Regions from separate parts of the Canis lupus genome. Here region 1 is linked to region 2. Evidence: chromatin contacts called from public Hi-C data. All regions are on one chromosome and are shown on one strand. The core of a region is the stretch at or near the end of the contact, and the rest is flanking DNA. Distances in the headings are between cores, read along the strand shown. Region 1 has its middle 110 kb from the start of TRNAK-UUU. Region 2 holds the start of DEPTOR (DEP domain-containing mTOR-interacting protein).

Region 1 (6,002 bases), core at 41-2,540, 900 kb after region 2:
TAAATACAAGCATGAAGAGCTCAAAAATATACCCGAGGTCATAATGCAACATTTAACTTTTATAGATTTGTTTTTCTATGCTTATGTTTCTTCCTATGGCTCTCATACAGTAGGGATTGTGTGTGTCTTGCTCACAAACATCTTCCCATCCCCATCACTCTGAAGAAAGTAAATTCATATATGCCGAGTGAGTGAACCTTCAGGCATTGACTCAGATGTCAAAGTTTGTGTCTTGACAAGAGGGAGATGGGAGTTATGAAGTGCTGGCTTTATTTGAGTGGGACCACACACCTGAGCTCAGAGTGTCCTAAGCCAGGCAAACTTGGGAAGCTGGTCAGCTTCACAGTGAGATCAGACCCACATGGTTAACCACTGCTACTCAGCCCATAGTGCAATAATATTGTGGCTAATTTGCTTGAGCTGTTTGGTTTCAGAAGCTTAGCAATGGCACAATAAAACCTTTATTAACAGGACTACACGGGGCACAGCATATTCCAACTACTGAGGCGGAAAAGAAAGCTCCTTTGTTTAAACTCTCTTGGAAAATATCTATAAAATGCAGTGGCTGTCTGTTCTGCCTTGGTAAGGACTCTGCAGTTGAATATGATTTGTGTCTTGAAATTGAAAAGCTGATGATCCTCATATCTTACAGTGTTTTTGGTCTTTATCCGAAACATGATTATTTTAGGGAGGAGAATGTGGGAGGACATTGGGCTAAAAGTATTCTGAGACAAGGCCCTGCCTTGAGAGACTCGTTTTATTTGTTTTATTTTATTTTTTAAAAAGATTTGATTTATTTATTCATGAGAGACACACAGAGAGAGGCAGAGGCATAGGCAGAGGGAGAAGCAGGCTCCCTGCGGGGAGCCTGATGCGGGACTGGATCCCAGGACCCTTGGATCATGATCTGAGCCAATGGCAGATACTCAACCACTGAGCCACCCAGTTGTCCAAAGTAACTCATTTTAAAATGACATAATGGTGTGGACTAATTATCCCTCAGAATTGACTTTTGCTCTTACAAAAAATAGAGTGATGGAAGAAGGGAAACTAGTGAAAGATTCTGGCCAAAGTCCTAAGGTTTCCTTCAAATCTCAGCTTAATTTCTTCTCTTAAAAGACCATAATTTTTGCTTAGAACTGTGCTTGCTCTGTTTGGTTTTAGTATGTGTAACTTTTCACTGGTCTGGAAGAAGTGGGGAGCCACTGATGAGGGAAGGGTCAAGAATAGATTGTTCTGTATCCTTCCAAGAGTCTTCAGTGGCTTAACCCTGGAAGCAAAGTACACTGTGATAGAAGGGGACATGATGTGATTTTTAGCAGGCACTGAGAAGGTCCTTTTGCCAAAAATAGACCCACCTGCTTGTGGATGTCTGGCATTCCTTGGACTGGGGACAGTGCCAGAAAGGCCAGCTGTTCCCTCAGATACTCTTCCCACAAGCTGGCTGAGACCTGAAATTCCAGCCTTGAACTTAAGGCTTAATTTTCCTCTACAATCTACCCTGCTCCCTCCCTCAACTCTAAAATAAAGGTGTTAGCAGATACTTACTGCCACATGAACCATTCCTACTTGTGCAAAGAAGAGGAATTATGGCAGTAGGAGAATCCTGTCTCTCCCCCACCCTTACCTAACTCTGTAACTTTGGTCAAGTCCTTAACTGCTTATGCAGCCATTTCTCTTCTATGAAATAAGAGTAAGCCAAACTGGCTGGACTCTTGGGAGGGCTAAATAAGATGAATGTAGAGCACTAATTCGCAAAAGGTTAGAAACAACCCTAATGTCTGTCAAAGAGAGACCAGTTAAATAACCTTCGGAGCATTCACAATATGTCATAGTAGGCAGCCGTGGAAAGTAGTAGGGAAGATTTCTATGTACTGACACAGGACAGCCACAAGACATTGTTTTTTTTTTTTTTTTTTTTTAAATTTTTTATTTATTTATGATAGTCATACAGAGAGAAAGAGAGAGAGAGCCAGAGACACAGGCAGAGGGAGAAGCAGGCTCCATGCACCGGGAGCCCGACATGGGATTCGATCCCGGGTCTCCAGGATCACGCCCTGGGCCAAAGGCAGGCGCCAAACCGCTGCGCCACCCAGGGATCCCGAAGACATTGTTAAGTAACAAAAACAAAATGTAGCAGAGCGCTTCGAGTATGTTACAGTTAAGAAAGGAAGAGAAGTAATATATTCATATTTATTTAGAATTTCAAAAGCAGAATAAACACAAAGTTAATAAAAAATGGGGTGGTGGGAACAGAGAAATAGGAGACATGATGAGGATTGCTTCTTTACAAACTTTTTTTTTTTCTGACTTTGGAATTATGTAAATATTTTACGTAAAAAAACAAAGTTAAATCAAAGAAGAAAACACACCAAAATATTGAGAATCCTAAAAATTAAAAAAAGAAATAAAACAATTCTAAATAAATTTTTTAAAAACCCTAACTTTATAGCAATTCATGGTATAATATCAAGAATTATTGCAAATGGCTTTAAAACACATATTTTGATTGTATATCCCTAGGGATATATCCTAACGACAAAAAAAGTGTAAAGACATCTTAGATTGAATTCTTTTGGCTGGTTGTTAGTGGTAATATTTACATTATTATTTTGAATAGTATTATAAAGAGTACAATAAACTGACCAACTCATTAAGTTAATATCTTTAGGAGATAAAATTTTCAGAGTGAGAAAAGGATATACTTAGAATAAAATATTGTAAAAATTACAATAAACATTCTGTAATCTTTGATTTGAATTAGAAATATCAGTTTGAATTATGATTTCTTTCTTTCTAAAAACTACACATTTCTTAGTTCTGCCCACTGAAAAAGCTTAGAAGCATGACTAACTCACTTTTAATTATCATTCCACACAAAGCTATAATATCTGAGTAACATTTCCTTTGTGAGGGAACCAGGGCTCCTGGGAGAAATGGCCAATTCTAGTTCTGGGGCAAGAAATGTTTGAGTTGAGCTTGACACATATGGTTATGTCCCAAAGCAAGATTATATGAGCCAACTTGAAGGACCTCCCACTGGCCAAATTTGGGAAGAATATAAAAGCAAATAATGACTACAACATATTGAAATACATGAACTATGTGAAATCTACAAGTTCATTTGAAGGTTGGGTAATACCAGCTCAGTATTTTGAAAATAAGTGAAAGGAAAGAATTAAGCATTTATCCTGCCTTTTTGTTTTGTTGTTGTCTATTTGTTTCAGGTAATCAAACAATTATTGAGGGAAAATTCTTTAGTGAGGAATTCTAGCTAATAAATGGGGGAGGAATGATAGAACTAAAAAAAATCTCCATTCTGGGCTCCTGGGTGGTGTGGTTGGTTAAGTATGGGACTCTTGGTTTTAGCTCAGGTCATGATCTCAGGGTGGTGGGATTAAACCCCATGTTGGGCATGGAGACTGCTTGAGATTCTCTCTCCCTCTCCTTCTGCTCCTTCCTCATCCACTCGTGTGCACATGCATGTGCTCTCTCTCTCAAAAAACAAACAAACAAACAAAACAAAAAACAACAAACAAACAAACAAAAAAACAAAACCAACTCCATTCTGGGTAATAATCATTTTGCAATATATAAATGTATCGAATTAACATGTTGTATCCTTTAAACTTACACAATCTTGTATGTCAATATATCTCAGTAAAGCTGGGAAAGAACCATCCTTTCTGCTAACTCAAATGAAATAGAGTCTTGGTAACCGTCATCAGTGCCAAACCATTAAGTGAAAACTAATCAGAAAATTTACAATGGAAGTAGCCCTGTGATGCTCAAACCAAAACAAACAGCAGGTAGGTTCACTATGAGGAGGGACAGGTAGTAGGACCAAGATGCATTTCTCCACTGTAAACACAGACAGTAGCTGCCCAATTGCCATGGGTGGAAGGGAGGGGGGCTGTTGCAGACTTGTGGTCTGGGTTTGGCTTTGAGTAGGACCCACATTTCTCCAACTCCCACTCCTTTGATCCCTTCTATCAGCTAAAAAGTTTGGGGAATCACCCGTGGGAGTGCAGAATTCAGAGCTCTCAGCCTGTGGTCCTGAATGTCTTCTTACTTTGCCTTGTCTGCCACCCTGGAGGAGGAGTCTTGGCCTTGGGGCCTGTAGTCCTTTACTCCTTCCTATTTGTGGACCCCTGCACATGGTATTTAATGTCTCTGAATGTCAGTTCCTCTTCTACGGAATAAGGATGATAACATGCTCCTTGGGAATACTAGGTGAGATGCTGTGTAGTTCAAGTGCTTAACACATCCAATGCCTGGAGAGCTTTCTCCAAGGCTGGAAACAACCTGTGGATCTCTGATTTCCTTCAAAGACAATAGGACCTGGGGTTGCACAGTTGGGTTACGTAATTGGATTGCCCTGTTGCTTCCACAGAGGCTTTATTTGCATGCTCCTTTTTTTCTCAGAAGGACTATTGTGATCAGCCAGTTAGAGCAGGATGTTGGCTAAGAGAACTCAGCTCAGCCCAGCTCAGCAGAAGTGAAGGAGCAGTTACCAATTATACTCTTTCAGATAAATCTTTTTTTCCCCTTTTACTGGCTATTTCTCTTCTCCCAGGGGACCTTGACTTATTTAGTTCAAGTTTTCCTTTAAAAATGCCTCCCTCCTCCTGTTGTGACATTATCCTTGGCTCGGTGGAAGGGCAGCAAACTTGAGTCCTGTTCGTGAAGCGATTTCTATCAAAGTTTTACTCAGGTGAAATGTTTTCACCAAATGATTGATGATGTGTCAAAAGTCATTCCTTGCTTCATCTTAGATCTGCAGTGATTACTGCAAGACCATATTTGCTACAGTATTTTTTTTTAATACCTCCAATATCATTTGAGCATCACTGGCCTGTGCTATAGCAGTGGAACACTTCTACAGCATTCTGTTCATCAGGGGATATTGTTCTATTGTTCTTTGGAATCCTCACAGACCCTATACACAAAGGTGTTCTTTTCCAAGTGGGCTGTCAGATGGGGAACAATGGAAGAAAATGAAAAATTTAAGCCTATTGAAAGACTATTTCAGAATAATTATTCACCTTCCACCACACAAACTGCTTTACTTTCCAGAGTGCCTTTCTGCTCTGCCTTAAAAAAAAAAAAAAAAAAAAAGACAAGAAAAGAAAAAAAAAAGAAAATCCCAGCCTGGACTATGCAGTTATTTGCCACTGCTGCCATCTAATGATGCCTTCTGGTAACACAGGACAAGAGAAGACGTGATTTTCTGTTCCCTGGAATGCTGGGAGACTAAACTTAACCTAAGAAAAGGAGATGACTGATTATGTGATGTGACTTCAAGGGTGATAGACAAGCTGGAAGCTCCCTCAAACACCATTTGTACCCACTGATTGGCGCATGAAAGATCAACATTGGGTTTTTATATTCCTCTGCATTTTGAGCCCATTATCTTTGGGAAGGATAACCTACTATGTCCATGTGATTCTGGCATCTCTGCAAGGTGCTCCTATCAGCTGAAAAGAACAGGTTTCTTTAGTTGCAGACATTAAGGTAGGATCAATACATACCAATTCCTGATGAAGCAACCTTGACAGTCCTGTGTGTCACCAATACACTTTTTTTTTTCTTTTACTTGTTTGCTACAAACAGTTAATTTTCTCCTATATCACTTCTGGTCATCTTTGGGAACTCTTGGTCAGGCAGTATTTGAACACTCTACTGACTAAAGGAACACAACATTCTAAGTTAGGGGGTGTTGAATATGAGGGGGAGGGGCATTTATTGCTTGCTAATGGCCATAGATGCTGGACTGAATCTGTGACTGAACGGATTTGTTTAAATAGACTATATTTGGGACACTTGGGTGGCTCAGTGGTTAAGCATCTGCCTTTGGCTCAGGGCGTGATCCTGGGGTCCCAGGACCAAGTCCTGCATCAGGCTCCCTGCATGGAGCCTGCTTCTCTTCCCTCTGCCTATGTCTCTGCCTCTCTCTCTCTTCCTTCTCTCTCTCATGAATAAATAAATAAAATCTTTAAACA
Region 2 (6,777 bases), core at 2,867-5,366:
CACATGGACATTTTATTTTTCCTCTCCCTTTACATTTATTTTTCCCTTCTTAAAGGATCTATTGACAGAAATATCTGGACAGGCTATTATTAAATCATCACTTTGCTTCTATTCACAGAGAATAAAAATCATGGCAGCTGAGGAATAGATAGAGACTCCTATTAACGGTTAAAAAGCAATGGAAACCCTATGATGTCATGAGAAGGCATAGGGAAGAACAACACATCGCTTGAGGGAGGCCAAGAAGTCATCACAGAGAAGGTGGGGTTTGAGTTCACCTTTAAGATCAGATGGGAACAATATTGGTGTATACAAAGAGGCAATAACAATATCCATAGCTACTGTGTTATGAAGCTTCAGAGTTGACAATATTCTTTCACACACTTTATTCAAGTTCATCTTCTCATGTTGCTGCTTACTCTTAACCAGTACTACTAAAAGTTCAGTCGGCCAATGGGTGACCATTACCAATATTGAGAGACATAGAGACAGACATTGAGAGAGATATTTATACCAATTTGACAATTTGCTATCTGTTGACCACAACAATAACACATTTGGTCTGTGTTTTGTCCATTTAAAAATTTCATTTCTATTATACTTTATCAAAATGTCAATCTTCAATGGATTGAAAACACATGCACGCATACATCACAAAAACACCTGGTCTTCATCTACCAAAAGTTTGAGCAGCGCTGGCTTCAGATCGCCAAAACAGCCAGAAGGCATGAAGCAGGTGAGTAGGGCAAGCTAGAAGAAAAAGGCTTACATTTAATAGTTTCCACTTGTAACAAGTGTGCTCATTAAATTTTATTCAGTCCTTCCCAAAACCCAATGGGATTAGTAGTATGGTCTTGATTTTACAAAAGAGAGCAGAAATTAGAGATGATAATGAACTTGCCCCAGCGGAGCCAGGGATCAACCTGAGATCTGTTAGAATTTTCAGCCCTTTTAAGATCTTCATACTCGGTTTAATCACCATGTCAGTGCCCATCCTTCAACCAGCAACACCTATAGACCATGATCTATTCTGGGACAGTTGCTCCTGAGCTCATGGACTCAGCATGGGTGCTCACATGTCCTCAGGAGTCAGAACAATCTTGCCCTAATTTAGGAAAAAGGATCTGTCTTCTGACCCAGTAGAGCATGGTGTGTCTCATATGTCAAAAGAAAGGTTGAAAGGGAGACAGAACATGAGAGACTCCTAACTCTGGGAGACGAACTAGGGGTGGAGGAAGGGGAGGTGGGAGGGGGCTGGGGGTGACTGGGTGATGGGCACTGAGGGGGACACTTGATGGGAAGAGCACTGGGTGTTATTGCATATGTTGGCAAATTGAACACCAATAAAAAATAAATTTACAAAAAAAAAAAAAAGAAATGTAGGTTGAAACAATGACAGCAAACCAGTCTTCACTTCCCATTCACATGTACACACACAGAAAACCCTTCTCATCAAGCAAGAGAATTAAATTCTGCTCTTTCTCACTGGAGCAGTACTAGGTCTTTTCCTGACTTGAATTTTTTTTCCTTATGTTGAGGTGCTTTTTTAAAATCATAAACTTTCATGATAAAAGGTTTTATCATGTTTTTTATCATAAACTATTAAACAAGAAAGTATTTTGCAAAAACCATTTCTTTTTATTTTTCAGATAAAGAAAGTTGCCTAAATGTAAATGAAAAACACAACTAGGGATCCCTGGGTGGCGCAGCGGTTTAGCGCCTGCCTTTGGCCCGGGGCGCGATCCTGGAGACCCGGGATCGAATCCCACGTCGGGCTCCCGGTGCATGGAGCCTGCTTCTCCCTCTGCCTATGTCTCTGCCTCTCTCTCTCTCTGTGTGACTATCATAAGTAAACAAACAAAAAACACAACTAGATTTAAAGGAAGAAAAAAAGACAATCAAGAGTAGTGATGATTTACAATACATAGCCAGAGCTTTTGAATAAAAATGTTGAGCGATAGATAATGAAGAATTTGTAATACCTTAATTTTTTCATTCTGCACTTTCAAAAAGCTTAAAATCATCAAATAAAAGAGAGATTTAGGGTGGCCAGGTCTGTACTTCTCCTTCCTTCATTTTCAAGGCCTACTAATAATTTAAAAATTAGAGATAATGTGAGAAAAGGTGTTTTACCTTGCACCAAAAACTCCTCCTGGAAAGTATCTGACAAGAATTTCTTCTCCTTCTTCTCTTTCCTCCTCTTTTTCCTCCTCCTCCTCCTTCCTTTTCTTCTTATTAAAACCAGTAAAGAGGGATCCCTGGGTGGCTCAGCGGTTTAGTGCCTGCCTTTGGCCCAGGGTGTGATCCTGGAGACCCAGGATCGAGTTCTGCATGGGACTCCCTGCACGGAGCCTGCTTCTGTCTCTGCATCTCTCTCTCTCTCTCCCTATGTCTATCATGAATAAATAAATAAAATATTTAAAAAAATAAAAGCAGTAAAGATATTAAAGAGAACTTTTAAACACATATTATGTACATGAAAGCTTCACACAATGTTATTAAGCCACACAACATCCATATAAGGTAGGAATTATTATTCCTGTCAGGAGATGGAGGCTCTGAGAAGGTAAGCAGCACATTCTATGTTATACAATTAAAACGTAAGTGACAGCCAGCTGTTAAGCTCATTAATTCTGGGACCTCTACTTCTGTTAAATGATTTTTTAAAATATTTTATTTATTTATTCATGAGAGACACAGGAGAGAGAAAGGCAGAGACACAGGCAGAGGGAGAGGGACTCAATCCCGGGACTCCAGGATCAACCCCTGGGCTGAAGGCAGCGCTAAACCGCTGAGCCACCTGGGCCGCCCTGTTAAATGATTTTTATATATTATACAGAATGAAGCTCTTAGAATAACATGCATTTTGAACTATGTCTTGCTTGCTCTACACTTTTGCCATGGTTTATTTTAAAAGTTATAAAAGTTAGATAATTTCTCTTGTGAAAGAATTGCCTAATTGCTATCGTCGAATTTATAAGGGAGTTGGACAATTGTTCTCTTTCTGGAGTATGGTTGAGCATAACCTTGAGAGTCTCCAGACCTAGGGCTCAAGGGCTGCCTAACGGACTTTCTAGGTGTGAAATCTAGGCAGATCACTTCACCTTTGCATGTTTAAGATTTTCCAATTGTATGTTGACAATAATAATACCCAACTCTCAGGGTTTTTGTGAGGATAAAGTAAATAATATAAAGTGCTTAACAACATATAAAGCACACAATAAATGCTCAATGAATTGTTGTAAATTTTAAGTAATGATCTTGTAGAATGTTGGAAAAGGCTACAGTGATCTTTAAAAACAAATGACAAGAAGAAAACACAACAATAAAATACAATAAGCCTGAAGGAGAGTGGGTATAAACAGTTTTGAGTAGAATTGGTATAAAATATACAAAGAAAATCATTTGTTTCTCCACAGCCCTCCCATTTTCATTTTTTATTCTGTAGACTTACAACAAATCTGCAATTAAAAGATTGTCTTTCCATATAGTTTTCACTAAAAGAAAAAAAAATCCCATATACCTGTAAAGGTGCAGAGACGTATATATATATGCAAAAATTGTTAAAAGCTGCATAAAACCTCAACACACAGATACCCCTTTACTCTAATGCAGTAGATGTCAACAAGTGGCAGCCACAATTATCTTTATTTTGCAAAAGAAGAAAATGAAGATGAAGCACATTTTGGTAGGAAATTACAGGCGCGGAGCCGGATCCCAGGTCTGCCTGATTCCCAGGCCCGCGTTCTTTATTGATTACGCTCTGAGGTTAGGAAGCTGCCTCTGGTGCAGGGGGATGGGGACGAGAATGCCTAATTTCACCCACCGCTGCGGTGACGTGTGGATCCTCCAGTGCTCACTATTTAGCTATTTTGCTCGTGTTTTTACTCGGGCCATTTGGAGCACAGACAGGATGATAGCAACACCTTTACGCCTGTCACCTCCTGGCCTGTCCGCAAGGCCCCGCCGCGCGCTCGGAGGGGACGGCCCCGGGCAGGTGGCCGCCGGGGCCCGCAGCCCCCGCCCCGCAGCCCCGGAGCCCCGCCCACATGTTTATATTTTGCTCCCTCGGCCCCGCCCCCGGCCACGCGGGGCTCCAGCCGCCGCCCCCGAAGCCCGAGTCCCAGGGGCGGACCAGCCTCGCGCTCCAGCCCACCCACCGGGATTCCCTCCGCAGCCAATCGCGGCTGAGCCGCCGGCCTGCCCCTAACAAAGATGGCGGGGGAGGCCTCCGTAGGGGCAGGCTGATTTAACACCCAAACCCGCGGCGGCTAAGGAAGACAGTGGGAGCGACGCGGCGCGAGCATGGAGGGCGGCAGCGGGGGCAGCGGCGGCAGCGACGGCAGCACGGGCGGGAGCGGCGGGGCGCAGCAAAGGGAGCTGGAGCGCATGGCTGAGGTCCTGGTCACCGGGGAGCAGCTACGGTAAGGCGCGGGGCGGCGCCGGGGCGCGCCCGGGGGCGCCGCCAGCCCGTGTCGGCAGCAGCCCGGCGCGCACACGCGCTGGCTCGGGCGGGCGGTGCGCCCCTGCCCGGCTGCTGCAGCCCGGCGCCCTGCGGTCTGCACGCGCGCAGGGGAGCGGGGGTGCGCGCTGCGCCTCGGCCGCCGCTGCAGCCCTGCGCCCCGCGCGCGCTCCGCCGGGCACCTGCGCGCTGCCGGGCCTCCGGGCTGCCGGCCGACCCCTCGGGCGTCGGGAGGGCGAGGGGCTGGGTGTGCGCCCCAGGCGCTGCAGCCCTCCAGCCTCCTCGACGAGAGGGCCAACCCGGCCATTGCCTCCACTCGGGGCTTTCCACTTGGCCGGCAAGCCCCGCTGCGCTCCTCCGACCCTCGGCGTTTGCATCTGTAAAATGAGGCTGATCGCCCGGACCCCCTTGACGGGGCGTTGTGTGTGTGTGTGTGTCGGGGGGGGCGCTAAACCCCAGGTTCGGAAAAACACCCAGCACTAAATCGGCACGGCCTCCTCCGTCGTCGGCCGGTCCGCGAGGGGGCGTGGAGGCACCCTGTCCCGGCGCCCTGCAGCCCCGCCAGCTCCGCCAGCGCACAGGTTTTGCAGAGCAGAGTCCACAGGCCCCGGGCTGCTGCAGGAATTAGGAAGCGACCGGCCTCACCGCACCCGGGACAGGCAGTGAACCCCAGATCCCAGCCCCCTCCCCTTACCGATTCGCATCCCATCCTGGCCATCCTTGGATTGGTGTTTGAGTAATGGACTTCTGCGGTCTGACCAGTTCCGCAGCTGCCCGTCGTACGGTCATAAATCAGTTTGCCGTGGGCTGGGGGGGGGGGGGGGGGACTGGCTCTGAAGCCAGTTTGAGCTGCAACTTGCGTGCCGGCCCCTGGCCCAGCTGGAACGGGGCGCGTGCCCGTTCCTTCTGAAGCTTGGCCCGAATCTCCAGGCTCATTTTGGTTTCTAGACGCTCAGTTTCGGGACCTGAAGGAGAGGTCATCTTTGCAAAGGGTCTATGAAGGTTTAGTAACCACTTTGCTTGCAGCAGTTACATTGAGGAAGTAAATGTTGGAAGTTAGGGTTTGTTGAGTTTAACGTTATAGAAGGCAAATTGCACTCTTCAATCCCTCAATGATTTTTAAATGCGTAATCAAAATTAAAGGGAATAAAGGCTTGCTTTTCCTTCATCAAGAGTATTTTCTCATTGAATAAAAATTGAAAGCTTTCCTGATTCAATCTGAAACATTTGCTTTTTAATAATTTATTTGCTTCTCATTACTGTATCCTCTTTTTTGAAGACCTCAGTTGGGTACTTTTCATTTTTTTTTTTTAAGAAAGATTCATTTATTTATTTGAGAGGAGGAGAGGGGCAAAGGGAGAGAGAAAACAGACTCCTCGCTGAGAGCCAACCAGTCTCACCACCCTGAGATCACGACTTGAGCCAAAACCAAGAGTCAGACAACCAACTGGGCCACCCAGGCGCCCTGCATTTCTTTTAAAATAACAAACTGCATGGTGCCTCTCTTTGACCAGTAAGCACGTAAGCCCTCAAGAGGCAACTTGAATGCCCCTTCTTTGGAGGGTCTTCAGTTGTTATTCCCCTCTTCCTGTACTGCAGTAGGGTTGAGGGCCACGCTTAGCTTGGTGGAAAGAAGAAAGGAGGCTCTCTCTCTTTCACTCAAGAGTTAGACCTGGGTTTGATTTTCTGCTTAGCCACTTTGTAGCCAGTGGTCACCCTTAAGTTTCCAAGACAGCTGCTAGAGTGAGTCCTGGGTTTGCCCTTTACAGAAGCTTGAGACCATGAACAAGTTACTTAACTACGAATGCTGGGTAATAATGGAACCCACCTCCTAGTGTTATGAGGATTAGATGAGTTAGTGCTTAGAACAGTGCTTGGGGGCGCCTGGGTGGCTCAGTCCGTAAAGCAGCTACATTTGGTTCAGGTCATGATCCCTGGATCCTGGAATGGAGCCCCACGTCCGCTGAGCAGGGAGCCTGCTTCTCCCTCTCACCTCCACTGGTGTTCTCTTGCTATCTCTGTCTCTCTCAAAGAAATAGATAAAATATTAAGAAAAAAAAAAAAAAGAACAACAGCACCTGGTATATAGTAAGCACCATGTCCGCATTAGCTATTATAGCTCTGTGACCTTGGACAAGTTAACTCACTTCTCTGAGCCTTTGTTTCCTCATCTATAAAGTGGCAATGAAGATAAGCACTTCATGGGGTTGTTGTGGGAATTTGCCCTTGAGCTTCTGTACTAATGAGCATTCAACAATGGTTGCTGGAATTAATCAGTATTATTGGTTTATGCATGTCACCACATGTGACTTTCA

The links. Hi-C and Micro-C count contacts between places; a contact is called where the count stands out from the background.
Region 1: a Hi-C map of skin fibroblasts shows a contact between it and region 2, with 4 times the contacts expected there. The contact joins the enhancer-like site here to the promoter of DEPTOR in region 2. A contact is called at or near these places in 3 of 9 Hi-C or Micro-C datasets (amygdala, blood and skin fibroblasts).

The regions. Positions count from the first base shown.
Region 1 is chr13:20,139,936-20,145,937 of UU_Cfam_GSD_1.0, forward strand. No RefSeq gene overlaps it. Among named protein-coding and RNA genes, the nearest start is that of TRNAK-UUU, 110 kb to the right of the region's middle. Within about 2 kb of position 1,291, at least 2 of the 20 cell types and tissues checked have an H3K27ac peak or open chromatin away from gene starts, as enhancers often do.
Region 2 is chr13:19,241,911-19,248,687 of UU_Cfam_GSD_1.0, forward strand. DEPTOR (DEP domain-containing mTOR-interacting protein) reads left to right here and starts at 4,117. Exons shown (of 9, transcript XM_038555411.1): 1 at 4,117-4,424. The coding sequence starts at 4,306. It overlaps LOC111098536 (reticulon-3-like), which reads right to left and starts at 5,251. Exons shown (of 2, transcript XM_038556340.1): 1 at 5,157-5,251. The coding sequence starts at 5,251.